Linked DNA regions of Mus musculus: all the other regions are linked to region 5. A link is a contact called in public Hi-C, HiCAR-type, HiChIP or PLAC-seq and promoter capture Hi-C data. All regions are on one chromosome and are shown on one strand. The core of a region is the stretch at or near the end of the contact, and the rest is flanking DNA. Distances in the headings are between cores, read along the strand shown.

Evidence for each region. Promoter capture Hi-C pulls out the DNA fragments that hold promoters and counts their contacts. A called contact is a pair of places that touch in the nucleus more often than the background predicts. HiCAR-type assays count read pairs that join an accessible place to other places. HiChIP or PLAC-seq counts read pairs in DNA pulled down with a chosen protein or histone mark.
Region 1: a contact with region 5 is called in a Hi-C map of the 63-12 cell line, with 2.9 times the contacts expected there. The contact joins the enhancer-like site here to the promoter of Prdm1 in region 5. A contact is called at or near these places in 1 of 39 promoter capture datasets (macrophages), 12 of 484 Hi-C or Micro-C datasets (the 63-12 cell line, the AML12 cell line, CD8 T cells and 8 more), 20 of 115 datasets of contacts at active chromatin or transcription factors (the 230-238 cell line, CD8 T cells, the SCID.adh cell line and 16 more) and 2 of 9 other capture datasets (adipose tissue and embryonic stem cells).
Region 2: an H3K27ac HiChIP or PLAC-seq map of hepatocytes shows a contact between it and region 5, with 5 times the contacts expected there. The contact joins the enhancer-like site here to the promoter of Prdm1 in region 5. A contact is called at or near these places in 8 of 115 datasets of contacts at active chromatin or transcription factors (the 230-238 cell line, astrocytes, embryonic stem cells and 3 more) and 1 of 9 other capture datasets (embryonic stem cells).
Region 3: a HiCAR-type map of astrocytes shows a contact between it and region 5, with 2.7 times the contacts expected there. The contact joins the promoter of Bves here to the promoter of Prdm1 in region 5. A contact is called at or near these places in 3 of 39 promoter capture datasets (the HPC-7 cell line, hippocampal neurons and stem cell-derived epiblast-like cells), 2 of 115 datasets of contacts at active chromatin or transcription factors (astrocytes and embryonic stem cells) and 1 of 9 other capture datasets (embryonic stem cells).
Region 4: an H3K27ac HiChIP or PLAC-seq map of T-cell acute lymphoblastic leukemia shows a contact between it and region 5, with 2.7 times the contacts expected there. The contact joins the promoter of Cd24a here to the promoter of Prdm1 in region 5.
Region 6: a Hi-C map of B cells shows a contact between it and region 5, with 32 read pairs. The contact joins the promoter of Prep here to the promoter of Prdm1 in region 5. A contact is called at or near these places in 10 of 484 Hi-C or Micro-C datasets (B cells, CD4 T cells, bone marrow-derived macrophages and 5 more), 22 of 115 datasets of contacts at active chromatin or transcription factors (the 230-238 cell line, SST interneurons, bone marrow-derived macrophages and 11 more) and 4 of 9 other capture datasets (adipose tissue, embryonic stem cells, liver and 1 more).
Region 7: a promoter capture Hi-C map of embryonic stem cells shows a contact between it and region 5, with 2.8 times the contacts expected there. The contact joins the promoter of Popdc3 here to the promoter of Prdm1 in region 5. A contact is called at or near these places in 1 of 39 promoter capture datasets (embryonic stem cells) and 1 of 115 datasets of contacts at active chromatin or transcription factors (stem cell-derived neural progenitor cells).

The regions. Positions count from the first base shown.
Region 1 is chr10:45,018,207-45,022,165 of GRCm38.p6, forward strand. No RefSeq gene overlaps it. Among named protein-coding and RNA genes, the nearest start is that of Gm40639, 4.1 kb to the right of the region's middle. Within about 2 kb of position 2,290, at least 68 of the 459 cell types and tissues checked have an H3K27ac peak or open chromatin away from gene starts, as enhancers often do. A contact at or near this core is called in the 63-12 cell line, CD8 T cells, the SCID.adh cell line and 8 more, where this site is marked.
Region 2 is chr10:45,102,163-45,106,043 of GRCm38.p6, forward strand. The region is part of intron 6 of Prep (prolyl endopeptidase); the gene reads left to right. Among named protein-coding and RNA genes, the nearest start is that of Prep, 37 kb to the left of the region's middle. Within about 2 kb of position 2,214, at least 55 of the 459 cell types and tissues checked have an H3K27ac peak or open chromatin away from gene starts, as enhancers often do. A contact at or near this core is called in the 230-238 cell line, hepatocytes and thymic regulatory T cells, where this site is marked.
Region 3 is chr10:45,334,160-45,337,889 of GRCm38.p6, forward strand. It overlaps Bves (blood vessel epicardial substance), which reads left to right and starts at 1,576. Exons shown (of 8, transcript NM_024285.3): 1 at 1,576-1,722.
Region 4 is chr10:43,577,276-43,581,457 of GRCm38.p6, forward strand. It overlaps Cd24a (CD24a antigen), which reads left to right and starts at 1,894. Exons shown (of 2, transcript NM_009846.2): 1 at 1,894-2,047. The coding sequence starts at 1,979.
Region 5 is chr10:44,457,334-44,461,011 of GRCm38.p6, forward strand. It overlaps Prdm1 (PR domain containing 1, with ZNF domain), which reads right to left and starts at 1,415. Exons shown (of 7, transcript NM_007548.4): 1 at 1,134-1,415. The coding sequence starts at 1,175.
Region 6 is chr10:45,065,942-45,069,704 of GRCm38.p6, forward strand. Prep (prolyl endopeptidase) reads left to right here and starts at 1,275. Exons shown (of 15, transcript NM_011156.3): 1 at 1,275-1,434. The coding sequence starts at 1,390. It also overlaps 2310075K07Rik.
Region 7 is chr10:45,287,444-45,291,502 of GRCm38.p6, forward strand. Popdc3 (popeye domain containing 3) reads left to right here and starts at 1,862. Exons shown (of 4, transcript NM_024286.1): 1 at 1,862-2,132. It overlaps Gm15934 (predicted gene 15934), which reads right to left and starts at 1,973. Exons shown (of 2, transcript NR_155869.1): 1 at 1,780-1,973; 2 at 1-190.

The sequences.
Region 1 (3,959 bases), core at 1,040-3,539, 560 kb after region 5:
ATAAAAGTTAGTAAGACATCTGTCACAGCATCGTAATGATGACTTCATGGAATACGTGCCTGAAAGTTCAGCTGGGCAGCCTCTGCTGTTTTACACGGTCAGCAGTATTCGTTTCCAAGACGCCCAGTGTATTAGCCATTCACTCTTACACGCATTCATTCAGCAATAATTTGATCAGGCAAGTGCCAGCTATAGGCTGAATGCTGAATTTGGTGTTGTGCCGGTAAATAATCACAAAGAAGGATATCAGGAGATGGGGGACACCGCTCAATGGTTAGCGCTGGCAGCTCATCCAGGGGACACGCGTTTCATTCCCAGCACCGACATGGTTGCTAACAACCATCTGTTAACTCCAGTTCCAACACTTTCTTCTGGCTTCTGCAGCCAATCCCTGCAAACAGTACACAGACAAACATGCAAGGAAAACATCTACACGTGTAAAATAAAAATAAATTTATGAAGAAGGAGGATAACAGGTCTCTGGCCTCAGAAAGTGTGGTGCCATTGAATACCTGTGAACGGTTGTCAGGGAAGGGTTTTGTGTAAATACAAAACAATAAAATGTAAATGAGGGCCAGGATGGGACTTAGTGAATCTCATGAGATTTTTAGAGGAAGGTAAAGTTGGTGATAACTATAGTAATCCCGGAGAAGCACTTTTAAACTGATCTGCCCTTTCTTATGCACCAAAACCTTCAGAATCTTTGTCCCTCTGAATGAACAGCCCTGTATCAAATACTTCTGGGCTGTTTGAACCAGTTCCTTCAGTCCTCGGTATCTGACTATGCTAGTTCATGTCCAAAGCCTTTTATATTTTTGTCTTCTAAATTTCTGTTGAGTGTCTTGCCTTCTAAAGCAGGCGTAGTTACTCTGAGTTAAGGTTCAGTGCTTGCTAAAGTTTGGTTTTTGCCTTTTTGTGATTTCTTCTAATAACACTTGTTCTGTGAACACTCCTGGAATCCCCTTCTGTCTAACTGGACTCAGTTTGAATTAATTTTAAATTGGGTATTGGCCAATTACAAAGCAAACTTTGATTTCATATGAGAAACGACTATTTTGAATAAAAGAGGGGAAACCTGCCAATATACCTTTCACAGTATTATGCTATATGAACTGGTAGGGCTGAGCCTGGCATGTGTTAAGTTGTAAGCAATTAATAACAGTCCATCCATTCTCAGAATTGATCACCACTATGGCTAATATCCTAGCAGAGAGACTACTGACACCAAAATCTTTGTCATGAACTTTATTACCGCTCCAGGAAGTGTCAGATGTTTATGGGCACATCGCATACAAGTATCTGAAAGCAGGGTGGCTGAGTCACCAGATTTAGGCCTTCCAGCGTCCAGATGTTAACTTCCTCCAGTGAGTGCCAGCTGTCACGTCCACTCCTTCCAGCCTAGCAACAGTGGGCCCTATGATTTGTTCCTGCCATTAACCCAGAGCAACAGACCAACATCTGAGTCATTCAGAAAGAAGAAGAAAGCAAAACAAAACAAAAAGCAGTGTCAATACAGAGCTGTGACCCAGAAACAAACACCTCCTGCCACAGTGAAAGTCCGTGCTCCCAGTGAGAGGGTGTGGCTGAGCTCCCAGGGATGGCATCGCGGGAAGGCTTCTCTCTTTGTCCCTGCCTGCTTCCACCTGAATCTTATAAGAATGGCTCCCAAATAACATCTTCTAACCCAAACCGACTGTTTACCTTTGTCTATATAGATGGAAAGTATGCAGAGGCGGGGCTCGTGAGGGTGGAGTGGTGAAGAGACATGAGTCTATATAGCTTGTTATTAAAGTATTAGAAGACATATAAATATCAAGATGTTCATTAGTGCCGCCTAAAGCGTAAGAGGCTGAGCTTTATTCCCTTTGGCCTTTCAGTTTCGGTTTATGCGAGGCTGCATACATGAGATGATCTCTCCTCTAGAACAACCCAGAAGGTACTAAGCAGGATGAGCCTCTCCTAGCCTCTTTCCTCGGTTTTACTCTAAGAGTTACAAAGATTGCCAATTCGGAAGCTTCCGGAGCATAAAAGACACACAACAGCTAAATATTTCATTGTTTCTCTGGCAAAGCAGCAAATATTTTTGTTTTGTCTCTGTCTTTCAGATTGTTTGCATCATTCCTAAACTTACACCCTGACTTGGCAGCAAGTTGGTATCTCTTGATAATAAGTTTCACAAGGGAAGAAAGCGACTCAGGGTTGCCGCTTTCCTGACCTAGAACACGAGGTACCTTTGTCAGCCTCCAGATCAACCACATCACAGCTGTGTTCTCACACATGAGCCCTTGTTCAAAGCGGCACGCGGCCATCTCATACCATCTCCCTTTGCCTGTAGCATCTGTAAAGATTACGCATAGCTTTGGCCTTTCTTTGCTTTCGGTTTAACACATGAAGCTGCTGAGGAGAGGGTGGGTGTTAGAGCTGGTGTTAGAACAAACTAGCTGTGCTCTCTCCGTCAATGGCGGCCTGCAGTCCTTCCAGGAATTTTGAAGAATTATACTTCCTTCTGCTTAAAACCACATAAGGGTAGTCCTATTTTCAACTCTCAACCTGGGACAGTAATCAATTGTCTAAAACACAGACTCCTAGGAATGATCCTACACAGCATTACAAACTAAATTATTTTATAAGGGATAAAAAAAATATGCATGGAATTTTTTAAAAAGACTTAATTTTTCTAAATTCATGTTTTATTGAAAAATGGGAAGTAAACAGAGGTAACACAGACAGAAATTTCTTGGTTTAAAAATAAAATTTTACCACTGCCAAAGTTACATCACTCTTTATAATCTGACAGTAATGCCCTATTGCTGAAGATACACTTACTCATGTCATCAAGCAGGGAGAACTTAAGCTGGTGCCTAGCTAAAAGCTTTGCCCCTGCCGACTGGTATCCATGGTGCTAGAAGGTACTTTGCATAATACCAGAGGAGAAAAATTTGTCCTCGATACCACTTAACTACAAACCCTGTGACCTACAATGGTGGTCTTCTGCAGGCAATACAGATGTGCTATGGCACAGATGTTAAAGGAGTAACAAGCCACTTTTTGATTGGGTTTAAGACGCATTGCATGAAACAGAATCCACACTAAAGAATACACTGCTAAAGTGGCCAAAAGTCTAAAATAGATAGGTCATAGGCCCTAGTGGGAAACCTACTGCTAAAGGCAACTTCTGCAATAAACATAGCAATAAACTGTCTGGATGATTTAATATGGATATATTGCTACACTCATAGATCAATGTGTCACCTCACCCTCATGGAGAAGTTTCACCTTCCTGTGAATAGTGACTAACTAGAGACCCACAGCTGGACAGTGTGCAGAAATTGAGAGACTTTAGAGTAATCAGCTCTAAATGAAATGTCTTTAACAAACCCCTTCTCTCAAGACTCAAGGACCTATGTGGGAGAGGAAGCAGAAAGATTCTCAGAGACAGTGATAGTGGCTGGCTCCAAGGAATGGCATCTTCCACACACAACAAGGCTGCTACACATATGAACTCACAGAGACGGTGTCGGTCTGTACAAGACCTGAACAAAGTTCAAAGCAGACAAAATCCCAACATAGAGAAGGGGAAGAAGACATGAGTCCCCCTTATCACATTGCTATTTGCACCTGATAGCTGCTGGGAAAGGAAAATCAATTTTCTCCAATGCAATCAGAGTTGGCCTATTCTGACCACACTGCAGGGCAGGCCCCAAGTCCTGGAGTAGTTGTCAACACAAAACAGACTCCATGTTTTTTGCATGCTTTTTGTTTTGTTTTTATCTTCTTGGTTTTGGGGTGTTTTAGCTAGTTTGTTTTAATTTTCTTCTCCTTCTTCTCCTTCTCCTTCTCCTCCTCCTTCTTCTTCTTCTCCTTCTTCTTCCTCTTCTTTTTGGGTTTTATTTTGTTTTGTTTTATTTTGAGAGAGACAGAAAGAAATAAAGAACCTGAAGTTAGGTGGGTAGAGAAAG
Region 2 (3,881 bases), core at 964-3,463, 650 kb after region 5:
CTTAGCTGTGATCCACTGAGTACCTATGTTTGTGGCATGTCTTTGTTAGAGAAAATAGAAGCTGGGTGATCCTACTGAAATCAGCCACCTTTGGTGACACCTGAGTGCCCTCATCTACTCTGGGCAAATGAATATGCTTTATTTTAAGAAAGGTCTTGTTTGTGAACCTCGCTGTGGTAGCTCACTCCAGGGGTGAGACAGCACTCAACTCAGTCTCCATTTTATTGGTAGTATTTCCAAGTAGCTGGAACCAAGGCAAGCCCCAGATGCTAGCTTTCTTTTTGCCCTTAGTTATTTTCTAGTTGGGTTAAATCAGCACTCTAAATATAGGCCAGAGGACACCATAGAATACAGCTATCAGAATATTGACATATTAAACTTTGTAGTAGTAAGACTGGTGACTTTCAACTTTGATTCCTACCAATACCGTGAAGAAGGTAGGTAGATCTAGTATCAGAACATAACTGTCTCATTTATAGTCATTCTTGGGGTTTTGCTTGTGTTAATGTTTTATCAAGGACAAAAGTGACTATGACTTTAAGGAAGTTTGCAAGACTTAAAATCTTATAAAATAAAGGGTATGAAAACTAGAAACTTAGGAATTACATATTTCATAATTGGTCAGACTAGCATTACTGCTTCTCTTTTCCACACAGTGTTTTTAGTCAGATTGCTTTCAGAAAGCGAGGCTACTATAACTACTATCATACTGCTTAAAACAGTAATACTTTGTAGAGGAGGACTTAGGCTGTCCATCAAAGTCCAGACCCTGACTCTCTTGTTTGTTTGCTTCTTGATCCCCCCAACCCCACCGCTTATCTGTTAGAGTCAGAAAGACCTTATTAGCAGAATGTTTGTCTTCACAGTGATCTCTAAAAATCATCTTTAAAATAACCTTAAAGTATTCTAAGAAGCTAAGGAACTATTGTTCCTAATTAATTTTTAGTGGAGAAAGGTATTTTTTTCTAATCTGTACATTCAGAGGAAAATCATGTAGACATAGTTTTGAGATTGACAGCTTGAACGTTGAAAATACAAAGGTGTTTCCAGTTAGGCAAATTATGCGACTCTGTGATGATCACCAAGAGGACGACACCTGTCTTAACTGTCATTGTGACAGCGGTGTGCCCTGGGACCCCTGCCTTAGACTGACTGTGACCTGCTGGGGCTGTTAGTCTGGTGGTGCTGGGATGCTCCTGGGATACTCCAGAAGCAGCTGCTCGCCAAGGTCTGGTGCTCTCGCGCGAACGTTGCTGTTCTGTTTTTCCATTGACTGAGGCGCTGCAGCTGAAGGCCTGTCACTTGTGATTGATGTGGCCTGGCTCGAAGCAGCTGCACAGTTTCTGTCTGTTTTCAAAGGACAAGAGAACAAAAGCCTGAACTAATTAATGTTAAAGAGGCTGTTTTGCATAATATCTAATAAAATTATAATTGTGATTACTGATGCTTTTAATATAGGACTGTCTAAAAAGGTGGGGCTAACATGACGAGCATTAGTTTGTTAGCTTAGTAAAAGCAGAAAAGAAATGAAATGTGTGACTCTGATCAGTCGGAAGTGAAAAAGGGTCATAAAGAAATTGACTTTGAGGTGTAGTTGTACATACCTGTAATCCTAACACTCAGTAAGTGGAGCCAGAAGGACCAGGAAGGAACTGAAGGCCATCTGTGGTGGCATAGTGAGTTCAAGGCCAGCCTGAGCTTCATGAGATTCTGTCTTTAAAATATATGTGTGTGTGTGTATGTATGTATGTATGTATATGTATATTATATGTATATATGTATACACACACATATACACAGACACGCAACATGCGCGCACTCACACACACACAGGTCTGGGAATGAAACTGAGCATTTTATTCTCACCAAACTGAGGATCCAGAGAGACTGAAGGTGTGTGTGGTGGTGGCGACTTCCTGGGAAGAGTCACAGGGATTTGCTTTTGGATCACTCTGTGGCTTCTATCAGGATGCATGCGCATTGAATGGGGCTCCCTAATTCAGGCTGAGCTCAACACCCAGGAGCTATAAACCACTAACCGCTTGACAAGGCTTGGTGACAGCGTTATGACAAAAGTCACAAAGCCTTATCAGCACCTAGGGAGTCAGTGGTCCCTAGAGAGCGAGAGCTTGTGCAGTCAGGCTGCAGACCTGAGCCAGCAAAGCTGGAGAGCAAGTGGGAATGGGGCCAACTGGTTTGCCAGAAAATTAATTGATTCAAAACATTTTACAGGCAGATTAGAGAGAAAAAGTCCTGACGACGTTCCAAGTCACAGAGTCCAATTCAGAAGTCACCACATGGCCGATGAAGCACAATAATGTGACCTGGAGCCAGGAAAATCCTTAATCATACGGATAGATTCAGAAATGGCAAATGAGTTAGCAAAGACTTTAAAAATTATAGAAATAATTTACAACGGCTTTTAGAAAACGTTATACAGGACCAAGTGAAGCTCATTGTTTGACATGCCAAGATAGAGATGAGGGTGTTTTTAAAATGTAAATGAGGGGAAATGCTGAAAAAAAAAAAAAAGGTACTTTTGTTAAAATACACAAACCACAGATCCAAGGAGCACAGCAAATCCCAAGAACACTGTTAAGGCCAAGTCTGTAGTAATCTACTTACAAATAAGTGAAAGTAACAAGAAAATACCAAGAGCCTCCAGATAACACACACACACACACACACACACACACACACAGATAATGTCAAATGAAATGACAGCTCTGAGGCATTGCCAGTGAGCTGTGCTAAGGGGCCTCCCCCAGTGCTATTTTTAAAACTACAGACCTTCACCACATGTCCTGCCCCCTTTGCTAAGATTTCTTCCTATTATTTGTGGCACTTGTTGATGTGTAATATGTGGCATAGTTCCATGCTTACGTGTGATTGTCTCCTTCGTCTGGTGTGACATTTTCTGTGAGTTTACTGACACATCATTAATATACATAAATAAAACATGAGTTTGTACATATAGATACTTAGAATATGTCTATGAAATGACCAAATTAAAGGATCACAGGTAGAAAGTGTAGCAAGGCTCTTATACGGAACAAGAGTCAACAGTGTGACCCTGATATAGCTGTCTCGTGTGAGGCTATGCCAGTGCCTGGCAAATACAGAAGTGGATGCTCACAGTCATCTATAAGATGGAACACAGGGCCCCTAGAGAAAGAACCCAAGGAGCTGAAGGGGTCTGCAACCTATAGGTGGAACAACAATATGAACTAACCAGTACCCCCAGAGCTTGTGTCTCTAGCTGCATATGTAGCAGAAGATGGCCTAATCAGCCATCACTGGGAAGAGAGGCCCCTTGGTTTTGCAAACTTTATATGCCCCAGTACAGGGGAATGCCAGGGCCAAGAAGCAGGAGTGGGTGGGTAGGGGAGAAAGGTGGAAGGAGGGTATAGGGAACTTTCAGGATAGCATTTGAAATGTATATAAAGAAAATATCTAATAAAAAAAATAAATAAAGTTAAAAGAGTCAACAGTGTGTGTGTGTGTGTGTCTGTCTGTCTGCATGCGTGTGCATGCATTCATGTGTCTGCATGCATTCGTGTGTGTGTGTGTGTGTGTGTGTGTGTGTGTGTGCGTGTGTGCGCGCGCCCACTCATTTAAGAGACATTACTACAGAAGCATCTTGATTAACCAGATATCTGAACACTGTGGCTCAGCCAAGTTGACATAAAGTTTACAATCATACGACTGTAGAGATACCGAATTTCATACACTGCAGCCAGGTAATCACAGAAGTCACTACAGTTGTCTAATAAGGTTGAGTATATACATATCCAGTGACTGGTTACTTCCGTTTTAGGTCTCCCACCTGGGAAGTACTTTAGCTTACAGATATGTTTAAGATTTTCCTAAGGAATCGTTTA
Region 3 (3,730 bases), core at 326-2,825, 880 kb after region 5:
CATATAATGAGCCATCCCCCAATGAACAAACAGCCACACAGGGAAACCTTTTATTTACAGCGATCCACACCCATACCTCGAATGTATTTAATTGTGGGAGCCAAAATGGCAGACAGAACATCTAGAAATTAACAGACTGAATAGTTAGCGATAAAACACCCAGAATCTGCATTAACACCATTCTAAAACCTTTGCGGGTGTGATGAAATTCAGCTCTCAACACAACCCTAAGGGGCTGGAGACATGGTTCAGTTAGTAAAGTCCTTGCTGCACAAGAATGAAGACAGAAGTTTGATCCCCCAAATCCATGTTAAAAAGTCGGATGTGGAGGTTCAGTTTGTAATCCCAAACTGGTGAGGGTGTGACAGGCAGGTTCCTTGAGGCTCCCTGGTCCGCTAGACTAGCTTAACCGGGAACTTTCAGGTTAATGCGAGACTCACAAGACAAGACTGATGGTCCCTCTGCATGCCCTGGGACATACACTCATGAAGAGAGGAAGAGGGGGAAAGAGGAGAGCGCGTGGGGAGAGCATGGGCATGAAGGTGAGATGGGGGGAGGGAGAGATTTGAGAGCAGGCTCTCTTGAGGTGGAGGAAAGAGGAAAACCGCCACTGTGATCTCCTGCCATCCACCTTCTTTGAGACTTACTTTTCCTGCCCTGCCACTGAAGTTCCCAGGGACTCTCCCCTGTCCCCATGGATACACTGGGATAACAGGTTTTAGGCTGTTGCATCCTGCGTTGTGGAACTGAAAACTCAGGCTTCTCGCTGGTAAGCACTTTACTACTGAGCCAACTCCTCTTTAAAGATTTTAAAGGTTCAATAATGCTGGGACCAAGCCAAGCCATCAACACAGGGGCCTGTGGGGAATGCCCCAGAGCCAACTGGAGCAGACAGATTGCAACTTGGTCTATACTACTTGGCTCTGGAATAGCAGGCGTGCTCTCTACTAGGCAGATTGGACCAATGTGCACCTCGGGGGTACTCTATACGCATCCTGACATAGCGGGGGTTCTGTTTTGATCTTTGATCCCACAGGACTGCGTTCTCTGTCACACAGAGGACACTTGGTGGTTATCGGATGTCCATTTAACCTTTCTATTTGTCCTATAAACTTCATCCCACCGATTTTTCATTACTGTGAACTTTCTTGCATTTCTTATCTGGTCCGGTATACCATGTCCAGTATAAATACTGATTGAAGAATATGTCCATATCCTATTTTTTCTCAATTTCTGGTCCTAAATGTAAGCATTTAACCTCGCTCCTTTGAAATCCAGCCTGCTAGCTTGTAGGTGGGATCTGGCTGGGCTATCAGGTGTCTCGGAGCAACAGCGCCCTCCGAGCCTCGGGCAACTCTCCGAGGGGTCTGTCCTCACTCCCCTGCCCTTTCCAGCGGGGGGCGACCCGCGTCCGCGCGTGTCCCCACTCATGCCCAAACAAGGAAGCGCGGGAGCGGGCGCGCGCACGCGGTGGGCCAGGCAGCGGGTCTGCGGGGAGCGGGGCTCCGCCCGCGGGGGCGACCTCGGGCGGCGCGTGCGCCGTGCGCCCCAGCCGGCCGCCGGGATGCCTATTTTAGTCAAAGCCTCCGCGAACGGGGAGCGGGCCGGGGCCGCGCTGCCTGGGGACCCGCCGCGAGCCCGTCCAGCCACCGCCGCTCGCCGCCGCCGCCGCCGTCGCAAACTTTGCGCGCGCCGCCGCCCCCGGGCCCCGGGACGCGCAAGGTAAGGAGCCAGAGCGCGCGATCGCGCGGGAAAGTTGGGCACGGAGCGGCCGAGCAACTTGCGATGCGCCCGCGTCCCGCGTCGTCCTTGCAGCCGCCCTTCGCCTGCCCGCGCCCCGGTCCCTCGGCGGGACAGCGGGGGGCCGCGGAGCTGTGGACGCTGACACTGCTGTGAGAGCAGGGCGAGCGGGTCCCGGGTGGGGGAGCAGTGGGAGCCACGGGTCCTCGCCACCCGCCCGCGTCCTAGAGAAACGGGTGGCTGCCAGACGGATCCCACAAAACCGTCGCCCCGAGCCGCCCGGAGGTGCGCGGAGAGTCCGGGAAAATATCAGTGAATTGCGCGTCTCCTCAAAAGGTTTTTGCTCATCGCTATTCATCTTCTTCTTTTTTTTTTTTTTTTTTTTTTTTTTTTTTTTTTTTTTTTCTAATTTGGTCAAGGTTTAATGTGCTAGCTTGCTTCCTCGGTCAGGTATGTAGACCTGCAGATGCCTATTTGAAAACCAGTAGATGGGCACGCTTTTACTACAGTGAGTAATTTGGGGAATTAGACGTGGAGGATCTGATGAGAAAGATGACGTTCTGATTTTGACAGTTTACAAATTCATCCAGTAATCTAACCTTCTTCATTAGATCATCATTCATTATTCGTATAAGGGCAGTTCAGTGTAGGCCACTTAAACCTATTAAGAAGTGATTAAGCAGGCCGTTAGACTAAGTCATTGGATAGCGAAAAAAAATTGAACTGATTTATGACAGGTAAGAAGCATTTCACAGCAATATATGTAACTATATATCTACAGCTGCATATAACATTTGCGTATCTTTAATAAGTGTAGCGTAGCAAAGTATGTTCTACAATATGCCTGCATTTAAACCTGGCCATTTAGGGCCGGTGAAAGAGCTCAGGCCGTGAAGGTACATGCCAGCACGCCTGGCAACCTGGGTTGTATCCCCAGGACCCGCGAAGTGGAAGGGGAGAGTCTCCAGCAAGCTGTCCTCTGACTTATGCACCCGTACACCACTGTAGAAATAAACACATGTAATGCATTTTAATAGCTATTAATATTTTCTGGTTTTGAGGAAAATAATAGTTTTCCTTGCCAATTTCCTTTGACCAGAAATGTAAGCTTTTAATGCCACTTCTAAAACCTAAAAGTGAACTATAGCAGATTAGGAGGTAGCATAGGCGAAATATGAGGGGGTGTTTGTGTCGATTAATTTAGTACAAAAATCTGCTTTTGAACATCACAACCCGACTGAGTTTTTTTGTTGTTGTTGTTTTGTTTTGTTTTTAGGGGTTTTCTGTGTAGCCCTGACTCTCTCTGTAGACCAGGCTGGCCTCAAAACTCAGAAATATATCTGCCTCTGCCTCCTAAGTGCTGGGATTAAAGGCGTGTGCCACCACTGCCCAGTTTCGACTGAGTTTTTAAGACCCTGTAGTAAAGCTGTCTCTAGTCCTAGGGGCAGGGATGGGGTTGGGGCTGGGGTTGGGATTGAGGCACAGATTAAAAAGAGAGGCAACATTGGCTGGCTTGTGGTATAGAAGCTGATCAAATGCAGGAAAGTATGATTGAAAAATGATTTTTACATATGTGTTATGTTTCAGGCTCATCTCCTTAGGCTCTTCCCCAGTGACATTATCTATAGGGTCTTGGGAGTGTACGGATTATCCCTGCCTCCCACAGGACATTGGGTAGCCATGGCAACAGGAGGCAGGCGTGACACTCACACTCATTTTAGGGTTCTTGGAACCAGCCCATCGTGATAAGCTTGTATTTTTATTAAGATGTTTGGAAGGTAGTTGGACTCTTATTTTTTTCTTTTTGTAGAAAATCAATATTTAAGTCAACTTTAAGTCAACTGTTATTATTTGTGAGCTGTTTAGGGTGGGTATGTGTTTAGGTGGTGGAGTGCTCTCTTGTCCCCTTTAAAGCCCCATGTGTGAGTGTGTGATCAGCACCACAAAACAAATGTCACGAAAGTCGGCTTTGCCTCAATTCATTTCATAA
Region 4 (4,182 bases), core at 644-3,143, 880 kb before region 5:
TGCTCATGTAGACCAGGCTGGCCTGGAACTTGCAGTGAGTGATCTTCCCGCCTGTGCCTTCTTAGAGCTTGGTTTCCAGGCATGCACTATCACAGCTGGTGTACATTAATTGCTTAATAACACATCGGTTACAGTGTCACCATCACCTGCGTTTTACAGAAGAAGCAGCCCCAGCTTTTTGTCCAAAGTAAAAAAGAAAAAAAAAAAAAAAAAAAAAAAAAAAGAATGTCTCATAGCATTTGGGCCGATACCTGGCTCCAGAGGCTGTGTTGTTAACTACGGCACCAACACATTTCCTTAAACTAATACCGAGAGGGAGGGGAGAGAGATCAAGTTGGAGGAAGGAGGGGCAAGAATGGAGAACTGAGGGGCAGAAAAAACAAGCCTAGGGCACAAAACAAAACAAAACCCCCAAACCAAATGGAAGCCAGGAATAACTCCAGGAGTAGCCCCATAGCCTGTTGTCCTGAAGAAACTCTGAAGACGGCGCCCTTGGGGTTAGGCGCTATTGAGTCAGTCCTTGCGCCACCCTGGGAGAGGAGCGCCGCCGTTGCTGGGCACAGAACGACCTTTCTATACAGTGTGCTAACTGTTAAACAGAAAGTTCACTGGCGCTATACAAAAATTCCTGTGCGCCCAAGCACACCTCACACGTGGAAAGTTACTGAGCGGTTGTGGCTGACTTGGTAAGGCTCAGGCAGCCACAAACCAACGACTGTGGAGTCCATTGTCAGCTTGCTGCCATAAAACTTTGTTTTTACGAGGCTGTTCTGCAAAAATTGAAATTTAAACAAATTTCCACCGTTGCTAGGTTTGCTTTGTTTTGCTTTAAGGTCTGTAAAACACGTGGGCTAAACTTTAAATAGGAAGGTCCTAAACCCTGTGATTAAAGATTAGAAAATATTCTACCACTAAGTTGTTTTAAAGTTTGCTTTGAAGTTTTCACAAAAGAAGGTCGAAAGAAAGATTCCACTAAAATGTACAGACGGATGACTAATCTTTCTGAATCGGTTTGTCAAATTACTTAAAGGCAACTATGGGTGGAAATGGCTTGAATAAGAAAGCGTTCGAACGCTGAGCAAGTACTGTGCCACAGAGGCAGAACAAGCACGTCCCCAGAAACGTGGAGAATACTGGGACCGAAACCCAGTCCCTCGCAATGTCCCGCCCCGTGGCCGAGCGCAGCTGGCTGTTGCCTAGGTCCGGTTGGATGCTCCCGGGTATGGCCGGGTGCGCGATGCTTGATGCAGCACTAGAGGAACTCAAAACACAAAGCAAGCAGCCAGGGGCGGCCGCCCAGCCGAGCATACTCACGGCTGGGGCCCGGGATCCTGGCGATCCCTGCCGTGCAGCCGCCAAGGGACAGTGCGTGGCGACGCCCGGTCTCCTCCTCGCCAACCCCGCGCACCACGGCCCGGGGACCTGCCAAGCCTGTCCCGTTCCCCCTTGCAGCCGGCACTTGACAAAAACCAGCCCTGAGCTCCGCGCAGTCTGCGCGGCGCCCGCGGCTTCGACTTTTCGTGTTGGGGGGTAAGATGGCAGGGCCGGGGAAACAAAGGAAACTTGGGCCGGCCGGCGTGTGTGGTTCGTGTGCTCGCCCCAGGTCCCGTGTGGGAGTCGCCTGCGCCTGTGCATGCAGCCTGCCCGGGGAAACCCTAGCTGTGCCAGAGCCCGGGGCGCCCGCCCACCTGCCGCGCTGGCCGCCCCGGGACATCCCAAGTCACCCCGGGCCGGTGCAGGCGGCGGGGGAGGGGCCGTGAGAGCCGCACAGGAGGGTGGGGGTGGGGGCGGGGAGGCGGCGGGGGAGGAGGAGAGCACGGGTGGGCGGGCGCCGCACGTCACGGCTATTGTGGCTGTCCCGGTATATAAGGTCCCGCCGGCCGGCCGCGCTCCCCACCTTGCCTGCGCCCGCGCGAGCTTAGCAGATCTCCACTTACCGAACATCTAGAGAGTCGCGCCGCGCGCCGACGGAGCGGACATGGGCAGAGCGATGGTGGCCAGGCTAGGGCTGGGGTTGCTGCTTCTGGCACTGCTCCTACCCACGCAGGTGAGACCCTGTTCTCGATTGGGCACTGGAGACGCGTCCTGGGGCTTGTGTGTGTGTGTTCGCGCGCGCGTAGGAGGGGCAAAGTCTTTGCCTCCGGCCAGGCACTGGGGTAGGGGGAGAATTTTGTGTAACTGACTTGGGGAACTCGTGGTGTGGATTCCCTCGAGAGAGCGCCCCCTTCCCTTCTCACGGAAGGTCTTCGCGCTCCCTGCGAACCACACAAAGAGAGGGAACGGTCCCCTTCGGGGGAGCGTGGCACACGCCCATCCTCCACCGTCCAAACTGGTTTGGAGATCACCCAGGAAGCCCTGGTTGTGGCTTTATCTCCCACAGGTCTTGAAGCTTAGTTAGGGACCTCCCGACTGCACAAACTCTCGCGGTGCGACCCCACACCTCCATCCCTGGCCACCTTAGGAGCCCCATCCCAACCTAGAATCCCCGGGCATTATAGAGACGGAGGGCAGGACTGTAGTGTCCCGATTCTCCGTCAGGCTTTGTCCTAGTCCACAGACGCTTCCTCTCTTAGATTTGTCCCGGGTACAGATCTTGCCCCCCAACGCCATGGGTGGCGCTGCTCTAGCTGCGTTAGGGTGAAGGCGCCGCGCCCAGAATGAGACCTGGAGCTGAGCCTGAGAGACTGGGACGGGACTCAGAGAATCCGACTGTAGCTTTTCACTGCGGTTGGTTCGCTTAGGGATGTCCCTAGGGCTTTTTGCCCCTGAAAAGTTGGGAGCGCCGGATTTTTGGTCCCTAGAGATCCAGGGTCCGGGCTCACCTGGGAGAGCAGCCCAAGAGCTTGAGGCGCGCTTCGTCTTCCCCTTCTCAGGCAGGGTAACTATACCCCATTGTCTTCTCGCTGCGGGTTGACTGTGCCCCGGGGCCTTTCTCAGTTCACCCGATCCCCCATCTAGGAGGGGCTGGGCATCGTGAAACTGGTTGGTCTCACTCAGATTCCCTTCTCCCCAGGGCGCCCCCCCCCCCCGAAATGTTGAGAGGGAGGTGTTGGTTAAACAAATCAAGGGAGATTGGTGGAGAAAAACTGTTTAATGCCAATTTAATAATTAACGTAAAATTTTGTTGATGGTGTTAGAGAGGACCTCTAGACTCAGACTGAACATTGGGCTCCTTTTTCATCATCATTATTATTATTATTTAGTTTTTTTGTCACCTGCTGTACTAAAAGCTCTTTGTATAAATGAAGAGCGGTTACTTTCCGGTACCCCTAAGACAGGCTCCCTGTTTTAAACAACTTAGCATATTAATGTTTTCCTTTTTGTGTGAATGCCACTTCCCGATAGGACAAGCTCTCTTACACACAGTAGGCACCCAGTAAGTATAATTGACTGGATCAGGTGTGGCTAATCTACTTTGGACACAATTTGCACATTTCTTCAGTCAATATTTGGTTAATGACCTTACGCCTGTAGAACAAAAGGTGCTGATGTGGGAGGGCTTATCAAGGGGCCGCCGAAAGTACGTGTGGCTAGATTCTTTGCTGGGTGCCACGTCGCCCTCTCTCTTGCTTGTAATCGGAAGCTCTAGCAAGCCCTGGCAAACCCTCCTTTCAGTGAGGGCTAAAAACTCGGATCAGCCTTTGTTCCATGACAAAGGAGAGTATCACGTGCCTCGCCGGACTGTGCATTTCACGGCTTGCAAAAGCAGCGGTGAATGTGCCACTAGGTTGCTGGGACACAGGGAAAGCCTTGGTTTCGGTCACAGCGTCTAGTCAGTCACCAGGCAATGAGCTGGTGAAATTTAACTCCAAACCCCGCCTTATGTGAAAGGGAGGATGTTTTAACTGAAATCCTTCTGCCGCAGAGCAAGGAGTCTCCGATATTTATTTGAAATGCAGATTAAATTAATCACTGTTGCTGCTAACCTCTGGCGCTGGCAGTGAAGCCTGGCCCCTGAGCGACATCCCTAGGGTGGCCAGCTCCCAGTTTTCAATTTGAGACATTTTTTTTTTCAGGTTTTGGGAAGGGTTATAATTTCAAGATTTCAAATGAGCAGATAGGATACCCAATGTCCTTTTCAGTTTTAAATGTTAAGATACTTCCTTAAAGCAGGCTGTGTGAAGCCAGAGACTCAGCATATCAGGCCAGGCTGTGTGGTCCAGCAAACTCTTAGATCTCAGT
Region 5 (3,678 bases), core at 165-2,664:
AGGAGCGGAACCCAGTCTGCCTTTTCCAAATGGGGAAAACTGAACTTTCCCACCAGCTCCCTAGCGAAGCAACTTTCAAAACAACTAGGTCCCCTCCCTCTGCCGCGCGCGCGCGCGCGTTCAGTCTCTTTCATCCTCCAGCAGGCAAGCCTGAGAGGGGTTGCATCCTGCCAGCATCCTTGAGTACCAGCCTTCCCGAGCTCCCATGGACCACAGGAAAAGAAAAATTGGGGAAGAGGGAAACACCCAGCAGTTTTGTTTGTTTTTTTAATCCGTGGGCATCTCGAGCCAGATAGAAAAATTAAAAACAAAACATATTAAAAAAAAAGTCAATAGAATTCCCTGAAGAGAATTCCTTTAGGAGCCCTCAGCCACAAATAGCACTTTCTATTTAAATGTGAAAGTGCATGAATTCCCAGAAGTCACTGAAGTGGCACAGTTTACTGTAACTAAAGTTATACAGAAGACTTGGGGATCCTCCTCTTATCTGCCCTCGGAAAAAGTCCTTTCCAAAGAGGAAAAGCAAGAAAGATAAAACAGCCTCTGCAACGTATTCCCACATAGACGCCGCAGATAAAAATTAGGAATAAGGATAACCATGTTAGAACGCGCGCTTGTGAAAATGTAAACACAGTACAGCGGGAGTCCCTCTCCGGAGCTGGTCTTTACAATTCGTCCCTAGATAGGACGCTCCGAGAAGGGGAAAGATGCTTACTTGTCCTTGTCCCGGGTACAACTTAAACTATCTCATTCTTATTTAGTTCCAACATGTAAGGTCATGTGGAACAAACGATGTTAAATACAAGTGAAAACCTAAGTCAACCCGGGATAGTTACAGTAATGTAAAGGCAGCGAGTGGCGAAGCGGACAAGAACCACTACTGAAATTTCAGTGAATTGACAATTATGTCTAGAACTGAAAGGGTTAATGATTCATACGGAGGAAAAAAGTCTTCTAAATGTTTGACAGTGCTCCGCGTACTAAAACAGAAGCGCTGGTTTCTACTGAGGCTTCATTCTTTTTTTTTTTTTAAAAGGGGGAGGGGGGAGAAAAGAAAAGTTAAAAAAAAAAGGAAGAAAGAAAAAGGGATAAAAGGTTTCAAATCGTATTAAAGACAGAATCTGGTTCCTTACCAAGGTCGTACCCACACGTTTTTCCAAGAGAAGATCCAACATCTGAGATAAGCCTCTCTCATGTCCACCCAGTCCACATCCTCCCGCGTCCCTGCCGGGCTGAGCAGTACTGACGCGCACCTCGGCGGTCCCTCCTTTTCTACGGCCGCGGGCCGGGCTCGCTCCGGGCGGACAGGTGCTGCGCGCTGCTCTTGCGTCTCCGCGACACTGGAGGGCCGAGTGTCACTGCAGCAGTGTCTGTGCGAGCGAGCGAGTGAGCGAGCGACTGACTACTCTTCCCCCTCCCTGCCCTGCCGCAGACTTCTTTACCAATACTGACGGTCTGATTCACTCCTACCAGCCGCCGCGATGGGGGCGTGGCCGCACCTGGCCAGCCCAGCCGTGCAGCGTGGGGTTCAGGGCTTCCCCCCACCGACTGCGACCCGCGGCAGCTTCCTCTGTTTGCAAATGGATTTCAACAAGGACTGGGAATCTTCTTACTTCCCTTTGCAGGCGCTTGCCCTCCATGTTTACCCACACTACGATTGTATTCTAAGTCCTCCGGATCGCTAGCTTCCTGTCGCGGCAGAGCGGGGCGGGGTGGGGGACTCCTCCTCAAAAGAAAACCCTAGTCACCTAAACTCGGTGTCTCAATTACAGGATCCGACGTACTTCGAAGGAAAGAGCTAAAGTATTTTGGCAGCACATGCAATACAATTTCGCTGTGTAGTCCTGGAGTCATTGCCAATGAAATAAATATTCTAAGGCGGTTCTCCTCTAGTATTAAACGTATAGGATTTCATTTCTCCTGCTAACTGAATACATTCAGCTTAGGTAGACCTAACTTCCTCCTTTCGACCATTTGGAAATAGGGAAACAGGAAAAAGTTATAATCATATATACTGGTTTTGTTGTCCCTGCCTCTCATGCCCAAACCCACAGCCAGGCTTCCGAGCGTGTGCGTACAATGGAGAGTAGGAATGCTTCCCAGTTAAAAAGGGGATGTTGGGCTGGGGGCAGTGAGTGGAAAGCTGTTGGAGGCAGTAATTAGTGGGGCTCGTTCTGAGCCTGGCCGGCTTTTCCTTCAGCCCCAGTCTGTCTTCTGGAGAAGGAAGGACATCCTGTGATGATGGCATACAATGTCCTGTTTGTTTATTATTAAGAGCGTGGACCTTGCATTCCTGCTTCTCATTACAAAACAAACCAGATGCGGTACTTCCTTCAATGGTCTTTTGCCTTCAGCAGGGATCCTCCAATTCACAGAAACAATGCTGCTAAGGGCCCATTTATAGCCAGCATCCCATCACAGCGACTTTTTAGATCACAGAAACTCAAGTCTTCCCCTTATCTTGCTTGCCTCATCGCAGGTTCCCCTCACCCCCACCCCCATTTTTAAAAATCATCTCTCCCAAAAGTTTACGATGTGGTATCTTTTCTAGTATTCTAAACACACGGGGCATACACACCCACCCACATCCAGATCCACACCCACATTCACACACCCAGACCCAACCTAATGATACCAACTTAGTCATACAATGAAGTGGACATTTGAGTATTTGTTTACAGGAAGAAATGAAACACAGCAAAACAAAAGCCCAACTCAATCATAAAGACAGGCTTGTTCTTCTGTTTTCCTTTCAAGAAACTTTCCCAGAAAAATTTTTTTGGGGGGGAGGGGTGTGTGGAAGGTATCACAGAAAATGATATGTGCATCTAAAAAATCCTTCTACAATTTATGTAGTTCGGAACAATCAAATTTATACCGGGGACAAGAGTAGAATACACTGGGGGGGGGGGGGGGGGTTGTAGGTCCACCTGTTATTTCATTTTCTGCCAGAGGGGGCGCTAGCACCAAGAAGAAACAGGCTGTTAGCTTGCTCTTGTGCCAGGGCTATATACAGAGAAACCCTGTCTCCAAAAACCAAAAAAAAAAAAAAAAAAAAAACCCAAAAAAACCAAACCAAAACAAAACAAAAAAACCCGAATGAACAATTCTTAAGAGTTCTCAGAAAGGTCCAAGTGATAATTAAACAAAAGAAATCCAGCCTCCTGCAGAGGGTTTATTAACCGATGCTGAGTCAGCACCACTATGGACAGAAAAACAATGTAGTCATCTCAGGGTCTGGCCTGCTGCTAGCTGTCTCCACTGCACAGCAGTTAACACGGTTTACCCTGCTTTCCTTTCATGAAAAACTTTGCTCTTGGGGCACAGATACCATGTAAGTGTCAGTGATTCCACCACTGTGGTGTAAAGAAAGAAGCAAAGGGTGGCAGTCAGAGTGGGAAGAGGGCTATTTTAAGCCAAATGTTTGCTTTAATGACTGGAAGATGCCTGTGAATCAACTCATGGTTAATTAATATCAGCCTGGGCTCACCTTCCGAGGTGGCGAAATAGGCTTGAGTCTAGGGAGGACGCAAACATCAAATATCAGTGTGAGGCTCATCCAGGCAACCCTAAAATTAGTTCCAGGTGTTCCAGCTGTGCTGGACAAAGCCATAGGTGAAACCATCAGGAAACAAAAAAACAAAAAACCAAAAAACCAAAAAAAAAAAAAAAAAGGGA
Region 6 (3,763 bases), core at 25-2,524, 610 kb after region 5:
ATAATAATAATGAGCTGCTGCTACACTTGTCAGTCTTTCTAGCATAAGTAGTCAAACTCAAGTTTCTCTTGCTAAAAAGGATGCCCTTGTAAACTACAAACAAACTGCATCTCTATGTGCCTTCTGAGGGGGAAGACGTCGGACAGGTAGAAATGAAATGTTAGCCTTCAGGGACTGAATCCTGGCTCTCTTTTCTTCTCCACCCCTACTATTTGTGAAACTGAGCAAAACAAAGTTCCAGTTTATCTCAACTGTAAAACTGGGACAATAACAGTTTTCAAATCAACATTTAAGGAGGCATCAACGCTTATCTGGGGATTCTCTGAGTCAAGTGTCCTTGGGATTATCTTTATGACGCACTGCACACAGAGATGGCAGGAGCTAGACCTCCTGGCAGCCCCTGGCGACTGGGTTCAGTAGTGCTAGCCTGCAACATGAGCCTTAATAGTTAGAAACCAACAGTGAGAATTCTCTTATAATGCAGACTTTTACTGATGGCCCTATCTTTCCCATGGCAAGTAGGAAGGCAAGGACACATTATACACATTGAAAATTGGGGCTACAATGCCTCTTCTGGGTGGTCTACAAAGGAGGCCCATGGATAGAGAAGTGTAGTCAGTCAGTCTTCATGATGGGTTTGAGATCAGGCAGGAGGTATCTTGTCTCTTTACAACTCAGGAACAGTGTTGCTCAAAATACAAAACCCGAAGCAGAAGGGAGGAGCCATAGGGTCAGACAAGGACCCTAGGTTACCATAAGTTCTCTCACCTCGCTCCCCATCAGTCAGTAAATCTCCAACAAGGGATCATCCATTGTCTTGGCAACACCTCTGAAGAACCTCTTCAGCCTGGAGGCCGAGCAGTCCGTGTCCATCAAGGGTTAAGGGAGGAAGCTGTACTTCCTTCACGATCACCTTGAAGCATTTCTTCTTCCATATACAGAGTGGCTGGTGGCAGGCAGGCGGACGGGCGGGTTGGGGAAAGCCGGCCTAGGTCAGGGAAGAGGCAAAGTTTTCCTTCCTGGGCGCGAAGGAGGGGAGGCGGCGTAGCGCGGGGCTGCGGGAGGCCGGTCGCCGAGCGGCGTGGCGCGGCGTCGCCAGCGTGCTCCTCCGTGCGCCCGGGCGCGGCTGGTGCTCCTGCAGAGGGAGCTGTGCGCCCGTTCCGGCGCCCGCGCGGCGACTCCGCTCCCTCTTGTCGCCGCTTGGGCCCGCCCGCCGGGGAGGGGCTCCCGGCCTTGCCGACAGCGTCTTCCTGCTTGGCGCACTGCCCCACCGTGAGTCCGCCCGTGCACGCCGGCTGTCCGCTCGCCCGCTCGCACGCCGCCCTCCGCCGCAGTCCGCGCCCAGCCTCGCCCGCACTTCCCCCCTTCAGCCCGCGCCCGGATCCGGCCATGCTGTCCTTCCAGTACCCCGACGTGTACCGCGACGAGACCTCCGTGAGTACCCCGCTCTCACCGCGCCCCCCGACCCGCGCCTCCCGCAGCTCGGTTCCCGCAGCCCCCGCTCGCCCCGCGCCGCTCCCCGGCCTTTGTTTGCGGAGCCGCCCGGGTCGCGGGGCTCCTCCCAGCCTGAACCTAGCGGGCGGCCTCGGCCCACGTGTCCACGCCCGTGGTCAACGCCGCTCGGCCCCAAGGACAGACCCCCCGGGCAGGCATGGGCATCTGGGGCCAGTGGGCAGCCAGAACGTACCCCTGTGCTTCTAAGAGGAGAAGCAGTCTGGCTTAAATATGGTGGTAGCACCAAGTGTATGCTGGTGTGTGTGCGTGGGAAAAATGATGTAAGATTTGAAAACAAAAGCAAACTTTGAGAACTTGGAATTTGCAAGTCCTTAGAGTTGAAGCTCATTCATTGCGCTTTAAGGCTGTGCTGTCCCGAATCGGGTGCCTGACGTTGGCTGCTGGGATGCAAATAAGGGAGGCAGTGTTGGGGAAGGAGCAGTGGGCCCACAGTGTGCTGGGGCCAGTCAGGTTCGCTTAAGAAAGGAAGTTAAGACGGGGTGGCCTTTTGCAAGGAAAGTTTTCCCCGCTGGGAGTTAACTGTTTACCTAAGCTGCAGGTGAACTGCAGGTAACTTGAGACCCAGGTAGTGAAATTCAGAAGTGTGTGTGTGTGTGTGTGTGTGTGTGTGTGTGTGTGTAAAAAGTAGTTTGGGACTTAAGTGGATTGAATCCAAACATTAGGACCCCAATTCCTGTAGTCACAACCTGGTTTCTCAGGTTACTTAAAATAGAATCAAAGTAAAAATATTTTTGTATAATACCATTCTATTTTTTTTCCTGTTTACTTTGATCTGGTTCATGACAGAAAATGTACTCTGAACTCAGCACATCACACATGGAGGTAAAGTCTCAGTGTTAAAGACCTTCTCCTTTTCAAGTGAACGTCCAAGTATCTGTGCTGCATTAATGGGTGACCCCTGGGAACCATGTTCTCAGTTGGTTTAACTGCTTGCTCATTGAATTCATCTTCAAGGGGACTGGTTAACTCCCAGACAACCTGAATGCTGTTGTTGGTGGCCCTCACTACCTGGGTGACATTGGGCAAGTCTTACCTGTTGTGAGTTCATGTGTGAGGCCCCCTTTTATACATGGACTATTAAGGCTGACAGGCCTTGACTTGTCATCTAGATGGCCGAGCTCTGCCGTGGGCCAGGTACAAAGATGTGAAACTGTTCCGACTCTGAGTCTTGAGTGTCTTTTCGGTTTTCAGGTTAGCATATGTACATGTATATATGTTACCAATAATATGTATTATACCTGTGTGTGTGTGTGTGTGTGTGTGTGTGTGTATAACTACCATTTTGTGGCTTTGATAAATATAGTCTTAGGATTTTCTTTTCTTTTTTGGACCCGGTAGTTGAGTGAAGGTAGTGTTGGCTCTTGCTTAATTTTTCCTTACTCCAATCTGCACCAGTCTTGTAGTTTATCAGTACTTAACAGTTCCTGAAAGGGTTAAATAGGGATTTTATGAAGTTTTCTAAAAGTTCACACACATCTGTGAAAGGAGTGTTTAAAATTTAGTATGCCCTGTTCCTTCTCACTGAAGGTCTCCTGATACCCCTAAGCCTGTAGTCTTGGTGAAGGAGGACCAGTCAGGTCTAGCCTCTGGTTTTACTGAGTACTGATGTTGACTTGATAACCTACCTTGGTGGCATTTTCCTACAGCGGGAGTTCTTCTACCAGAAGGCTTGACTTCATATTGGCTTGATTGTAGCTTTTGGATGGTTGGCCCCCTGTAGTATATGCTGGAGATTTCTGTAGTTCTGTCTCTCGGCGACCATCTTTCAGCCATGTTTATATGCGTCCCCTGAATATGGTATTTAAGCATGAAGCTCTTGTGTCTTCATGAGCAGAAAATGTCATGTACTGCCATCGCCTATTCCATGTCATAGTTATGTATCTAACAGGTCAGGGAATTTAGGCCTCCTACAGGACACTCAAGCCCTCATAAAGAGGTGCTGAGTGAGAGGAGAACACAGAAAAGGATGGGCTAATTTCTGTCAGGAGGAGGAAATAATTTTCTAATTGAGCTTGGAGTTGTCTGGCTAAGGGAGAATGGACGTTCCCGACTCTTGAGGTGAAAATAAAGCCATGGTTGTGCAAGTCCGAATAGCTATAAAATTGAATTGGCTTGTGGGATGCAGGAAAACCCTCATGACCATGCCATCCACAGAAGGTCAAGCTGGGAGACAGCTGGGAAGAGACACAGCTCCTGGCTTGTGGGGTCCTGGCTGCTGCGGTGTGCACCAGTCTGAGCTCCATGGAGA
Region 7 (4,059 bases), core at 612-3,111, 830 kb after region 5:
TGGCTTTCTTACTTCTCTAGCCTTCTTTCTTTTCTCCAGATAAATTTGAACACTGGAGCAAATTCCAAAGTGGTGAGTGGGAACAAAGGCCGGGAAGTCAAATGGTTTCCAGCCGTCCATGGTACAGAAACTGGGATGCTTGGCCTTTGTTCTTGTCATCTCTAGTCTTGGTTTCGTGGTCGTTCTGAGGCTTAAAACGGATTCCGATTACTCAATAAATAATGTTTGTCATGGGGACCAAAAAGATGGCCCAGATTGGCCCAGATGGCCAAGCTTGATGATCCACGTTGGATCCGCAGAACCCATGAAAAGGTGGAATAAGAGGAACCTCTTACACAAAGTTGTCCTCTGTCCTCCAGTCCCCTCTGCACAGCAGACACATAAACAGTGATAATACATGTTTTTAAAACTAGAAAAATGAGCTGAGTGTGATGTACACTCCTTGAATCCCAGCACTGGGGAGGCAGAGGCAGAGGCAGAGGCAGAGGCAGAGGCAGAGGCAGAGGCAGAGGCAGAGGCAGAGGCAGAGGCAGAGGCAGAGGCAGAGGCAGAGGCAGAGGCAGAGGCAGAGGCAGAGGCAGAGGCAGAGGCAGAGGCAGAGGCAGAGGCAGAGGCAGAGGCAGAGGCAGAGGCAGAGGCAGAGGCAGAGGCAGAGGCAGAGGCAGAGGCAGAGAGGCAGAGGCAGAGAGGCAGAGGCAGGTGGATCCCTTTGAGTTTGTGGCCAGTCTAAACCATATAGTGAGTTTCAGAACAGCCAGGGCTGTGTGGAGGGACCCAGTCTCAAAACAAGAAAGCAAGCAAACAAACAAACAAACAAAGTAACTACTAAATCAATCAAACAAACAAACAAATAAACAAATTAACTAACTAATAAAATAAATTACCTAATAAAACAAATAAAAAACACGAGAAAAAAAAATGTCCTTCTTGGAGTCATCTCTACCAGAATGGTTATATAAAATGAAAATCAGCAAAAAGGATGGCACTGAAATCTTTAAGTTGTGTGTCTCATTTTTCCTCCTTTGGTCAGGTCCAAAGGAAACTCAGAGTTAACTGCGGTGCTATTAGCATATCAAAGCACTGTCTCCACCTTGCAAGTACCTGCTAGCATCCTGGCTAGTCTCAGCTCTTCTCACCCCACCCTCCACCCTAAACTTCTTTACCCCTGCTTTCCTTCGCCCAGCTGCGTGTTCCTACAGGATCCTGACATTTTGGTCGTTCCTTCTCTTGGCTTTTAGCTCTCCGCGATCTTTATCTACGTCTTCTCTGTCTTCTCTTCTTCTCTTCCTCACCCCCACCCCATGTGCCACCTTCGCATGGCCTGGTTCAGTCTGTGGCTCATATTCAGTGTTCTACAAACTCTCCCTGTTCTAGACTCTTTCAGATGCCTCGGGCTATACTCCCGCTAGTATCTACAGTAAAAACCTCCTCAAACACGACTTGGAAAGGTCATGCCCGTATTTATTCACAGTTACCACGTAGTTTGGTCTACTGAAGAAAATAAAAACCTCATAGAGGCAAAAATGCATGTGACACTTGCTTTAAATTGCCCCTCCCCCCCTTTTTCCTATTATTTGAACTTATGTGGCATTTGTGTTTTGTCTTTTATGATCTATGTCCTTTATCTTTTTTTTCCCCCTTTAACCAACCTATTTACTCACAAATAAACACTGCCCCTTTTCTGCCCAGTACACATATATATCCCACACCTCTCTGGTGATTTTTCTTGTCTGTGGCCGGGTGAGAAGGCAGATAGTTGCTTCCCGTGCTGGTGCTCACCTCCATCACTCTCCACCAAGGGTAGCCCAGGGTCTGGGCCGAAGACTGGTTACCATGAGTCTTTACCAACTTAGAGCCTCGCGAGTTCCGCACCCTGCTGGCACCCGCTGGCTGCCCGCCTGCCTCGGAGCGCGCGCCCGAGCCCGTCCCCGCCGCTGGGAGCGGCTCTGATCGGCTGCGCCCTGCTTGAGCGGGCGCGGGAGGACGCGTCCGGGATCCCGGCGGGTGCGGGCGGGCAGCGGGGCGAGAGCGGTTCGGACCGTGGGTTTTCGAGTCACCAGAGCCGCCTGCCACTGCTCACTCGGCTGGAAAGTTCTACGGGCTCCATCGGGAGCGTCGTGAAGGCCGGGAAGGTAAGCTGAGAGCCGCGCGGGAGTGGCAGCCCAGCAACTTCGCAGGGCTGCCCGGACCGGGAACGGGGAAAGGCTCAGACCCCCGTTGCGCGTCCCCTCTGTGCGCGCCCTGGAGCCCGGTGCGCGCCGCGTGGCTTGCAGCTCCCCTAGGGATCGCGGGAGAGCGAGCGGTCCTCCCCCCAACGAAGCTGCCAGACCAGTGCTCCAGAACCTTCGCGGCGCCCTAGGCACCTGGTGCCCCAAGGAAAATATTTCGAGAGGAAAAGCAGATCCTGGGGCCCTGGCAGGTGTGCGTTTCACCATGGGCGAGTCATGCCCTGTAACACTTTCCTTTCCAAGACTAAGACCCCAACTGGGGTCTGTGCAGTTAGGGCGTGTGGTAGGTGCTGGGGTCAAAGGGCAGCTAGACTCTGACCTGCTTTCTGTACTTGGAGATCCCCTTGCCAGAGAAAGAACGACATTTATACACCCCACATGTCATCTCATCATCAAGATTGGTTTTAGCGGTTTAGTTTTGAGAGTCTGTATTGTAGGAAAGGATCAAAGACAGTGTCAAAATGCAGTACAAAGATCGAGGGGGAGAAATTTCAGCCAGGTAACATCTGGGGAAAGTGAAAAAGAAAAAAAGAAAAAGAAAAAAATACTAAAAGGATAAACATTTAATAAATTAATGGAAAGTAGGTTTAGAATCCCACTTTTAAAAGAAAATTGAATCAAAAATAACAAAATTACCCACCCTCCTGATGTTTCTGTTTCAATTTGCACGCTTGCAAAAGTGCAATTAAACTTAGTGACAGCCTTGGAAAAAGTATTATTGGTGCCTGTTGTTGTTGCCTTTTGTGACTATTTTGTTTCCCTGCTCATTTTTTAATTCTAAAATCTATTGCACGAAATATTTATTCTAAGCTAGTACAGTAATTAGGTGTTGTCCTTCATGGTAGAAAACAACAGCAACAGAGCTATAGACACAAACAAAAAAAATGGACCTCAGTTTCCCCATTTGCAAAAATAAAGGGATTAATTGGTTCCAGTTTCCAAATAACCCGAGGTTCTTCTGTCCTGGAAAATCTGTGTGTGGTCTTCAATAGTTTGAGATACTAAGCCAAACTGAAATCTAAAGCATTCTCTGTTGTCAAAACTTTATGGTTAAACAGGAGGCATTCAATAGTTAAGCTTATTAATCCAATTAGTTTTTCAAAATAGCTGAATCATTGTGTAGCCTGTGCTTGAGAATGCTTTCGTTCGTTCTATGCTGTTGATGTCACAGGAAGCCAAGATCCCAGAGTACAATCTTCAAGGCTCACGTGGACAGCTACAGCCCCTCTGTCTGCTCTTTCTGACCAGGAGAATCTGGAAGCATTCGCTATGATGTGTAACAAAGCAGATTTCAAAACTGCTTTGGAAAATGTCTATGATGGATATGCAAACCTGTTGAGGGTTTTTTTTTTTTTTTTTGTAATTATACTGTTCAGCTAGGGTTATGAGTGATACAGAGTTTGATTGAATTTACCTGTGGAAAAGAGGAACATATTAAATTACTAATTACATTTTTTAAAGGAAAGAGGGAAAAATCCTCCTTTATCTAAGTATAGAAATTGGGTAAAATATGTTAATGGAAAAATTATTATTGGTATTAACTAAAATAAATAACTAGAACTTGATGGATTAAATCACCTGGAGTACAACCATGGAGAGTCCTCCTCCAGCCCAGGGAGTCCTCCTCCAGCCAGGAGATGGGTTAAATCACCTACAGTATAACCATGGGGAGGCCTCCTCCAGCCCAGGGAGTCCTCCTCCAGCCCAGGGAGTCCTCCTCCAGCCAGGAGATGGGTTAAATCTCCTGCAGTATAACTGTGGAGAGTCCTCCTCCAGCCCAGGGAGTCCTTCTCCAGCCCAGGGACTCCTTCTCCAGCCTAGGGACTCCCCC